2 separate regions of the Bombyx mori genome follow, and region 2 is linked to region 1. A link is a contact called in public Hi-C data. All regions are on one chromosome and are shown on one strand. Each heading gives the region's core, a stretch centred on a gene start, on an enhancer-like site or on the middle of the called end of the contact. The rest is flanking DNA. Distances are from core to core; before and after follow the strand shown.

Evidence for each region. A called contact is a pair of places that touch in the nucleus more often than the background predicts.
Region 2: a contact with region 1 is called in a Hi-C map of whole pupa, with 2.2 times the contacts expected there. The contact joins two enhancer-like sites. A contact is called at or near these places in 2 of 7 Hi-C or Micro-C datasets (midgut and whole pupa).

Annotation. Positions count from the first base shown.
Region 1 is chr26:9,974,410-9,980,241 of ASM3026992v2, forward strand. The region is part of intron 1 of LOC101736219 (C-terminal-binding protein); the gene reads left to right. Among protein-coding and RNA genes, the nearest start is that of LOC101736219, 15 kb to the left of the region's middle. Within about 2 kb of position 2,367, at least 5 of the 8 cell types and tissues checked have open chromatin away from gene starts, as enhancers often do.
Region 2 is chr26:10,034,870-10,040,701 of ASM3026992v2, forward strand. LOC101736219 (C-terminal-binding protein) reads left to right here. Exons shown (of 14, transcript XM_062676354.1): 3 at 2,588-2,634. Among protein-coding and RNA genes, the nearest start is that of LOC101736219, 75 kb to the left of the region's middle. Within about 2 kb of position 3,397, at least 8 of the 8 cell types and tissues checked have open chromatin away from gene starts, as enhancers often do.

The DNA of each region.
Region 1 (5,832 bases), core at 1,117-3,616:
AGTTCTTTCTGTTTTCCTTATCCGTCACGTGTATTATCAAAATCTCAATTGCTTATCTCATAATTTATTCATTTATTCTTTATTATTCTTGAGTAGAGATTATTCATGTCTATTTTATATCGCCAATAAAAAACCTGTAAAATTAATATATGTTTTTTAGAATATCTAAAATAGATTGCTGAGACGTTTTACTCGGCTATTGAAGATAATAATTTGAAATTCAGTTATCGAATGTATATCTTATGGGGGGGGGGGGTATACAATTATTCGTTAATTGTTGCCAAGCCAAAGCCGCAACGGAGGGCGAGTGGGGTGGCAGGAGACACCCCAATAAGCTGACCTACCTACCTATTAAATATCGTAATCACCTCTGGGCGCGAGGGGTCCTTCACTTTGGATTGCCGAATTCATTTCGTATTGGTTTTATAGAGAATATTGATTGGATTATTTTAAATTGGCGAAAACATTAGTTTACATTTGTTTTTGTGTTAGTTATGAAGTTGATAAATCTACTTAATTTTAACTACTTCATTTATGGTTTATCTTTAGTACCATAGTATAATTATGATAGTTTTGCCATTACGGTTTGCCTTTACCCACAACCTTCATAGGTGTACAGGAAAACGCTGAAGGGAAGATCTTCCATCGAGCGTGTGAATTTGCTCGGAATACCGAGAATCCAAACGTTATTCGGAGCTTTTAAAAAGGGAAGCTTATCTTGAGAATTTTACGCGATTCAGGTTTTCTCCTATAGTAGTTAGCACTGCAAAGCCCGTAAATGAATTGGCTCAAGATTTTGAAGTCTCATTCGTATGTCTCATACCGTAACACATGATTGCTTCACTCCACTATGAGCCTGGGCCTTGAGGAAGACTCAAAAGCATGTGATGAATATCGGGATGAACAATTATCATGTCCACTAGCGTTCGGAGTTGTAGATAATTAATTATCATAAGCAGTACAAATTTTCAGACTTAAAAAATAGTTTTTTGTGGTAAAATTTCGAGACGGTAATATGTCGTTTTGAAAACACACCGTATGCAATAACAAACCAATTAAATGTACCAATAAAACATATTACAATATGTGTACACCTGCACAGCATAGTAACAGCGACGTAATGAACACAGAAGCGTAATGACCTTGTTTCCATGCCCCGGTTACAGAGCGCGAGGTTCATGTTTTTTTATTTTATTTTTTTAACTAATCGTCACTGTCACTAAAAAAACACTTAGATTATTTATATTTTTTTTCTACTTATACTGCTAGTAAACTCATGGGGTTATACTAGCTTCACCGAACGTGTTGGAGAGCTCATGGGGATCTCAGTCTGGAAGACTTGACTAACAGCTGCCCTACCAAGAATATTATTGGTCAAATTATGTAGTAATGAAAATTTTATTCCGTCATGTCTACTATTGCACGAATGCGTCTAGAGGTGACTTTTAAAGGCATATACAGGTTTTGTTATTCAACAATGATATTACTTCATCGCCGTATTTATTTATTATAAGCATAGTCTTCAATGAAAGTAGTTTGTTTCAAATTTAAAATAAAATACTGTTATGATTTAAATAAAAATAACCAAGATAGTAATTGCGTAATCAAAATAATCTAATTATATTATTACGAAACGTTTTGTACGCATAAATATACTATAATTGGACGCTATATTTTTGGTGTGATTTATTTGTGGTTATTATGTTTTGTAAACGATAACATAATACATACGCACATTTATGGTCATTATGAATTGTTGTGAAATAGGGACTAGCAATATATAGCAAACTTTTAAGGAGCAGGTAAATTACCATCAATCATCAAAAATGCCTTCTCCCATTTAATTAACGAGGTCACATTCAATTCTCCTATATTCCTCTATTAGTAGTCCTTAGTTTATTCTTAATTACTAGAACTAGAAGAATTACTTAATTACTAGAATAAGCTACTACTACTATAAGCTTACTTAATTACTAGAACTAAAATTATAATAAACCTTCTTTACTTTTCGAGCGTAAAATTTTGTTTTTTTGGGTTTGATTTTTATTACACGATGTTATTCCTTCACCGTGGAAGTCAATCGTGAACATTTGTTAAATACGTATTTCATTAGAAAAATTGGTACCCGCCTGCGGGATTCGAACACCGTGGCATCGCTCGATACGAATGCACCGGACGTTTTATCCTTTAGGCCACGATGACTACAAATATACAATAAGTAAACAGTTCTATTGATAATATCGAAGCATCTATAAATTATCGCAAATGAAAAATAAACTCTGTTGACAATTGAAAACGTGCATTCGCGTACATTGTGCCGCACGTGTTTAGGTGCCTTACAATGTATTATATTTTATTCGCAGCAAAGATGTGGTGGTGTATGTTCCGTAGTATTGTGACGCGGCGCGTTTATTGCGAACGCGGCGCGAACATAATGTTGGATTTATGTCTCAATTTATTTCCCACGCGATAGCGTAGATGTGGGGAGGTAGGTACATTGTTTTTCATCTATACATATAAATAAAATTGGAGTGTCTCTTTGTAATGTTGAAGTAATAGCGGTAGGCATCGGCTTGGCTCTGCCCCTGGCATTGCTGAAGTCCATGGGCGACGGTAACCAATCACCATCAGGTGGGCCGTATGCTCGTCTGCCTGCAAGGGCAATAAAAAAAAACTATTTACACGGTACATATTTTTTGTCTGTCTGGCTGTTTGTTCCGGCTAATCTCTGGAACGGCTGGAACGATTTTAACGAGACTTTCAGTGATAGGTAGCTGATGATATAAGGAGTAACTTAGGCTACTTTTTTAGACTAGCTTCGCCCCGCGGCGTCACCCGCGGTACGATAATAACATCGTGGGACTCAGCTAATCCGAAATACGATGTAAAGCTTGTTATACGTATTAACGTATATGATTCGTACGTGACAATCTTAAAGAAGCTAAAATGTTTGTCGGTTCTGTTAAAATATGTTATTTGCGGTCTCGGACTAATGGTTTGTTGAACGAACTATAAAGTGATTCGCTTTGTCAATTTTATTAATTGCGCCATACAGTGCCATACGCGATACTAGTCAATTAATATCAACAATTCAAGAAATTTAGACGTAACCTACTGTTTTACGTCGCGAATTCAAGTGGTCGTAGGTCGTAGGTACCGCCGCCTCGCCTATTTCTGCCGTGAAGCAGTAATGCGTTTCGGTTTGAAGGGTGGGGTAATCGTTGTAACTGTATATACTGAGACCTTAGAACTTATATCTCAAGGTGAGAGGTTGTAGAGATCTATGGGCTTCAGTAACCACTTAACACCAGGTGGGCTGCGAGCTCGTCCACCCATTGCGCGTATATTGCCACGATCTGTGGTAGGTACGTAGCAGTCAACTAACGTGATGGATCTGGTCACGTTTTGGTGAAACCCACCGTGGTGAATTTCACTTTGCCCTGTTGGACGCTTCTAGTTCATATTAGTGACGTTAACTTCAGACCAATAGCAAACCCTCCATCCCGAAAAGAGGTACTTACGTATATTGTAGACTTACACGAAGATGAAAAAACATTCGCTACATTTCATATTCAAAGTATATATTTCTATACCTGATACTTATAAGGATTCATATAGAAATAACAAAACAAAATAAACATTATCTTGAGGACGATGAGTCGAAATCACATTTTTACACGGGAATTCTCCGAAGCTATTTCTTCCATCGCTTTGTTCGATCTCTAGTGCTCTCAGTGGTGAGGTTATTCAGGTTATCGATGTGCATCCGTTCTCCTAAAGCGGCGACCTATCGATATACGCTGAAATTGGTTTTTTTTTCTTTTCTTTCTTTCTTTTTCGTTTTGTTATCTTCCACTTCCATTAACGTACTAAAGCTATACGTTAATAGGACTTCTTTTTCTTTTGTTTTACTTTAAACAATCGTTTAAAAAAGAATTGGAGTTTTGTCTGTAGTTATTTTATCCAACATCAAAAAGAGAAGTGTTTTGACTCATTTTAATGGGATATTTGTATTTTGTGTGTTTTGAAATTTCATAAATAATTTGTTCTAAACACCAAAATGCCTTAAGTGTATTTTGTTTCATTGCCCTGATTAAGATCGGGTCAGCTTAGCTGACATTACCATAGAGATACATTAACCCGTAGACTCAGCCCACTGAGTTTCTGGCCGGATCTTCTCAGTGGGTCGCGTTTCCGATCCGCTGGTAGATTCTGCGAAGCACTGCCATTGCTAGGGCCAGTATTAGCAACACTCCATGTCAAGGAGAAGCTGAAAAAGCCTCTCAAGGCTACAGCATAGGTAGGGAAAAAAAGAGTCATTTGTAATACAGCAAATGACCCTATAGGATCACAACTTTAAAATTAACTTAGAATAATGTTTCATCTTTTCTAATCGTGTGAGCACTCGCGTGTATCATCCGCTAACGAGTCTAGTTTGTACATAGTTACGAGCAAGTTGTTGTTTTAGTTGTGCGATAGTTGTTGTTCTGTTTCGATATTATTTACCTTCGAACTAGTGTTACGTACAACACGTATTGGCCGTACGAACGACGTTAATGTACAATGTTCGAAACTAGTGCTGTACTTTTGTTTCAGTGTTTTCGATACAAGATCGAAGGCTGGCAAGGTATGAGGCAACCGATCGCACGGAGATTTTAATGTTTTTTTTTTTTGTAGACTTTTTAGACACATGAAATACGGTTAAATGATTCCTGATTGTACAACCGGGATGGTGATTAAGAGACGTACTTGTCGCTTGATTATACCCGATCCTGTAGACCGAATGGTAAACAGTCGACGTCGCCCAAAGCACGTCATTACGGATCCTCCCGATCCCTTAACGGTGCTTTTAGGTACCACAAGCACCGGTCACCGTCCTCGTCGAACCCGTCGCTTGCGACGAAGGGCTCGACGAGCAAATTAACCCATAGACACAGCACACTGAGTTTCTCGCCGGATCTTCTCAGTGGGTCTCGTTTCCGATCCGGTGGTAGATTCTGTGAAGCACTGCTCTTGCTAGGGTCAGTCTTAGCAACTCTCCGATTTGAGCCCCGTGAGCTCACCTACGCACGTTCGGGTGAAGCTGAAATAGCCTCTCAAGGCTATCAGCATAGGAAGAAAAAAATAAAATAAAAAAACCGCTTGATCTTGAACCCATAACTTGTATGCCTTTTTCGAAACTTAAATCGATGTTTTCAAAGCCTTACATAAGCGTAATGAATTAAATAAACTTAATACAATAACACGTGTATCAATCTGTACTAATAAATAAATCTACAGTGGTTTTTACGGATGTTCCGTTATAACTACCAAACCATGCATCCGATTGACTTCAAACTTGGTATCCATGTAGAAAATAAATGTACTTAATGGATAGGCTATATGTATATGAGTGTTGGACTCCCTAATAATAATGACAATAAAATTAAATAACAATGTTAATTTTAAATGTCCAGCGAAGCGGGCGAGTACGGCTAGTAATTTATAATGTTGGAAATTTCATTTATATATTCTTCATTAAGTCACAGCTTGTTGCCATTAGGCGTTCCCTTAGTATCTATACGTGTAGTTTATCGCGTACTCTTGCGTAATTAAACCACGGCTTACGCCCGCATGCTGGACATTAAATCGTGTTTAATGACGTGTCTTTGGTGAGCCGTTTTTCGCGAACGTATGTTTTTTATCGGCCCGACTCGTTCGGCCGCTTAATGAAAGCCGGCGGGATGGAATGGCTAATTGGATTTCGTTTTGTATCGGAAATTGTCGGTCAGGCTTCGCTTCCATTTCGAAGCGTTTTATTCACATCAATTGTGTCTTTGTCATGGAAATTTC
Region 2 (5,832 bases), core at 2,147-4,646, 61 kb after region 1:
ATGAATTTGAAAAACAAAATCTTGAAATATTGTAAACGCTGGGAATTTAAAAATCAATGTACTCAAAAATATGTAATGCTTCGTTAAGTCTATTGTCGTCGTAAACACAAAAACCATGATCAGGAATGAGTGACGCTAGTGAGTTAAGTTCAAGCAAGTCGTACGCTCGTCTTTTTATATTATCATCGGTTGGTAGTCATCGTCGCTCCTGGACATCAGCAATACTAGGAGCAAAGCCCAACCGTAGGTACGCTGATAATATCCGAGCCCGCACGGGTAGGTACCATCCATTTTCAGATACCATTTTCAGTATTACCGCGAAATAATCATAGTTCGACGACCTCAATTCAATACACTTATGATTTCGATTTTATGTGTCAAGGTGCGTGGTATCCGTCGTGCTCACATTCCACTTAGTGTTACGTATCATAAAATAAATGTGGAATGATAAATCCTACGCTCGTTATTGTAATAGTGACTGTCTTATAGGCCCTTTTCAAACAGAAACCCATACAAATTTCGCGGCAGAATTATGTAATTTGGTCATACATAATACGCCCGACCATAGATAGCTAAGTAGGAAAAATATATCGTTCAATTCGTTTGTCTTTTATTTAAGTCGTGAGTCACAAAAAGCAAAGTCAGGTAGGTCTAATTTTTTTTTTCACAAAAACTCATATCTGCCACCGGGACGCTATCGAGCACTGCATAATAATAACAGTAGTTCGATGCCTCCAATGAACACTACTACTCGTAACTCAAAATTTTTAAATTTTCGTTTTTCACGCAAATCGCTTCACTATTTTAAAATTATTACAAATTCATTATTAATGGGGTTCAAAGCAAGAGTAAATCAACTAGTTACACAAGAAAAAACCATAAAATCTTGTATTATTGCAGATATATTTATCAACTTTTTTCGTTTAAACACTCCTCCTGTAAACCTACGAATTTGGAGTTAGAGTTAGTGTTCATTGGAGGCACCGATTTTAAAGTGAACCGGTGTGTGTACGTATACATAAAAAAAAAATGCAAACGTACACACACACACACGCTCGGTACGTTCCACGAATCGTAGCGCGACGCAAGCGAAACGCTGTGTGCTATTTATCGTATGAATACGCGCTGTCGGCGTATTTCGAAGCGACAATATAATTTAAAGACAAACCGCTTCCGCTTAGCTTGCTCGATTTATATACAGTGTACATGTGTGACTAGGGTTTTGAGTTGAAAAACAAGTCAATTTTTGTTTCTAATACTATCAATCACAAAACGTAATTTGGTTTTATTTGTAGAAGTAATTAAATTGAAAATGTTTCCACTGAAGTACCTGTAAAAATATAATATTAATAAGAGATCATAAAACTACCTCTATAACAATAGTACTTAATTAAAATTGGAAAAGCTAACCGTTTGAAACACACAATGATATTTTTGTAGATTAGAAATCGAGTTAGATAGAATAGAATAGAGTTAAAATATTAATATTCCTCAATCAGTCCGAAAGATAATGTAGGTCAACTGTCTAACATCAGTCACTTCGTTTTATGTGTTTACTAGCTTTGGCTCGCGACTTCGTCCGCGTGGAATAGTTACTTTGGCATAACCCGATTTTGAAACATTCTTTATTAGTGCTCCGCTTGTATTTGTCTTAGCGTAATGTTATATAGCCTATATATATAGCGTTCCTTGATAAATTAGCTATCTAACACTGAAATGATTTTTCAAATCGAACCAGTAGTTCCTGAGATTAGCGCGTTCAAACAAACAAACTCTTCAGCTTTATAATGTTAGTTTATTTTTAGTAAGTACAGTTTAATTTTGAAAATTAATGTTATATTTTATTTCGTTTCAGGTAAGTTACCTCAATCATCTGTGTATATTCAAGTAAGTGATGAAAATGTGTGGATACATTTGAGGCATCAGGATGAATGATAAGACAATCTTACTGTCTTATAACGTCAATCCATTACAAGAAATCAGACCTCTCGTGAATACGGGTGGTAGGACTTCTTGTGAGTCCGCACGGGTAGGTACCACCACCTCGCCTATTTCTGCCGTGAAGCAGTAATGCGTTTCGGTTTGAAGGGTGGTGTAGCCGTTGTAACTATACTGAGACCTTAGAACTTATATCTCAAGGTAGGTGGCGCATTTACGTTGAAGATGTCTATAGGCTCCAGTAACCACTTAACACCAGGTGGGCTGTAAGCTCGTCCAACCATCTAAGCAATAAAAAAAAAGGATACTGTCCGCACTTGTTAGTTTTAAAAATGCCGGACCTCCTATAAATATTGAGAATTAGCTTGACCCACATTGAGAGACTGACCGCAACTCACAGCCCTAAAACTGGCCAGCAGCCGATAAGGCTATAACTGTTTACGCCCGGTCGTAAGCTGAGCAAGCATTCGAATCTTTGCGGACGACAGCGTAACAGTACTCCCCGCAATGAATAAAAAAACCGATTCCAACGAAATGGCACACGGTCAGTTCGCGTACCGCGGGAAAACTATACAGTTGCGTTGTCTCTTAAGTGACGGCATTCACGTCCGAGATAAAAATTTTTTTATTTTTTTTATTGCCTTTTTAGGCAGACGAGCATACGGCCCACCTATAAGGCTACCGAGCTGTCTGACGGTGAGAAGTTAATTTTATTGTTCAGCTTTCTATGGTTCGTGTGTTCGAGCGATTCTCCTTATTGTCATTTTCGTAACAAGTGTGATCGACACTGCGGTCCACAATATTGTAGTTTGATTTAGGCTACGGTTATACGAACCGCCGTTTCTCTTACGTCATAATGTATCTTTGTATCCTATCGGGATATGTTACTACTAGGGATGAGGAAGTCGAAGAGGAAAGTAGCGTAACTATCTTTTTTTTATTTTTTATTGCCCTTGTAAGCAGACGAGCATACGGCCCACCTGATGGTGAGTGGTTACCGTCGCCCATGGACTTCTGCAATGCCAGGGACAGAGCCAAACCGCTGTCTACAAATATCTTCTGGTTAATTGTGCGATCTGTGTCTGATTTTAGGAGTTAAATTAAAAGAATTTTTAGTTGAAATCTTATAGTAATAACTCTTCTGTTATTACGACTTTCGACTTTATTACGACTGCATAGCGTGCGCTATTTATTTACCTAAATTGTATGCATTGGAGCATGCCGACGAACGTGACACAGGTATTCAACTATAAACGAATGACTCGATCACGTTTGAAAATACCCAAATTGACGTGTGTGTGTACTCGACTCGACACAGGAAACGAAAAAATTCAAGGGAAAAAATTGGGCTTATTTCGGTTGAATCGTAACGAGCGCCGCGCCGCGTTGTTGTATAGGGGCATTCGTTTCGGCCTTTCGTATTATACTTACTCTACGTGCCTTTGTGATTCGCGGTCGGTCGCGTTGCTGTGTCGCATCGACGTTGGTTTTGTTTGGCTCGTTTCCGCGCTCTCTCCCGTCGCGTCGTTTGTGTTCGACAAAAAAAAGTTTAGCCACCGAAAATTCAACGAGAGGTCAACGCACTCTCGTCTCAAACCGGTATTTTTCGCTTTATAATTTCTATTGAAAATACATCTAGATATATAACTATACTTGAGACCTTAAAACTTATATCTCAAGGTGGGTGGCGCATTTACGTTGTAATTGTCTATGGGCTAGAGTAACCACTTAACACCAGGTGGGCTGTGAGCTCGTCCACCCATCTAAGCAATAAAAAAAAAACATCTGAACTGTATCTAAATTGGACTTTCGGAAATAGTTATGTCTTTGATCAAGGTATCTATCGTAAAGATCAACATAGCTAGTCGAAAACATCAAATTAAAATAAGTATGCTTTTGTAAATTGACTATGGGATCTAGAATATCATGGATAGGTTGTAAATTTTGCGATACATTGATGTATGTCGATATCTTCCTTGTTCATGTTCGATCTTTTCCCTCGTATCTCGTCCGTATAGTATAACTATATGTTATGAAATCGAATGCATATAACCAAAAGGTAGATAAGATAGGCGGAGCGCGAACAAATGTATGTGTAGGTACTACAATACATACTTTAATAAATAGTAAAGCAAAAGTCGCTGCGAGTCGTGGAATTAACTAGTGTTAAAGTATAGCATTATTCAATAATGAAAGGTGAGTTAAAAGATGTCGGCGCCAGGCAAAGTGGAGGAGGTTAATTAGGAAAGCGGACCATGGCACTAGACAGGGAAAACGCTAGGAAGAAGAAGAAGAAAGGAGACTCAAAAGCATGAGATATGTAAAAAAAGCGGAACATTGTATAGTTTGAAAAGACTATAATAATGCTTGGAAACGGGAGGTCTTTAACCGTGACGCGTCTTTTATGGTATTTTGTGAACGTAACAGATAAGAAATAATCTACTCTCATTGATAATAATATTTTATTATACATATGTAGTGTTTTATTGTGTGTGACTCGTGATATTGAATGTAACTCCTTGATGTAATTTTAAATCGTTTCTATGAAATATTTCAAAACGAGTTGTTATCCAATTTTGATACCCAAAATAACGAACTAGAGGATTGCCTTTTGACGATTTAAGCCGCTTGTGGAAACTGCACTCTAGTAATAATAGTTTCCGATTTAGTAACTTGAGATAATTGCTTAGCTGTAAAATAATATCGTGTAGTTATACATTTTAGGAATCATTGGTATACGAATTATTCGTTATGTTTAACTTTATTTGTAATCGTGTTCAAAGGGGCTTTAAAAAGCTTAATCTTTTTCAATTTTCAATCTATTGGAACGGAACTATCAATAAATTCGCCATCGAAGTTTTGCCTGAATAGCGGTCTATATGGGGCAAGTTATGTAATTGGGTATACCTACTCAACTTCGATAAAGAAGCCGTGGATGCTTTCGGCTTGGTTAGGGCTGCAATTGGAAAAAAATTAAAGCTACTTTCAGCTTCAATTCCACAAAATTTATATCAAGGTTTTAGTAATAATTTCATGGCTTAAAATCCGAAATGTGGATCCCGAAACTTAGTTCGTAAGTTCGCCTGATATAACGCAGGAATTCTAAGGAGTACCTACCAACATTATTTATATCAGTTCGATACGAATGAAGAGACACAATATAACCCCTTTTCCATCGAATCGTTATCTAGTTAACAGCTCGAATGAGCACACGTGCGTTCGTTAGCTGGAAACCCTCGTGGGATTGATCTAGTTCACCTGACTGACCCGTTCGCTCTGTGTGAGGTTTAATACACATACTTTATCTATATTATACAATTTATTGGAAATGAATTAATACAAACTATATCATACACTCAAGCAACCTAGCCTATACTAATTGTTAACTAAATGTTTTAGCTTGCAATTGCAAATGGCAATGAATGGTATGTTTAAATAAATTTTTTTTGGGTCGATGTGCCAGATCTTTTCGGTACTAAATTTTAAACTTTGATAGGAGAATTTTATTTTTTATATTATAGTTATAAATTTTTAATGCGATTAGATCGTGAATTTGCACACTGGCAAATGTTATTCGGAAGTGTTTTCAGTTATTACTTATATTATAGTGATTTCAAAAGACAAAAAGGCGCATTAAATAAGAAACGAAAAAATTTTGATAGTTTGTGCAAATAAAGTACCAACATTACTGTTCTTTTACTCAACGAAGTTGCTATAACAGCTACATTTTTAGTCGTAGCTTTGTACTTTTCTGAAGCACGTGCAGTGGTTGATTTTGGCCACTGACTGGACCGAGAAAGTCATACTGAATTAGTTTTAAACTATCCGACCTGTGACAAGTTCATAACTATAAGGCTGTATTTACGCCTACAAATTGACTTAAGTGGCTTTTGA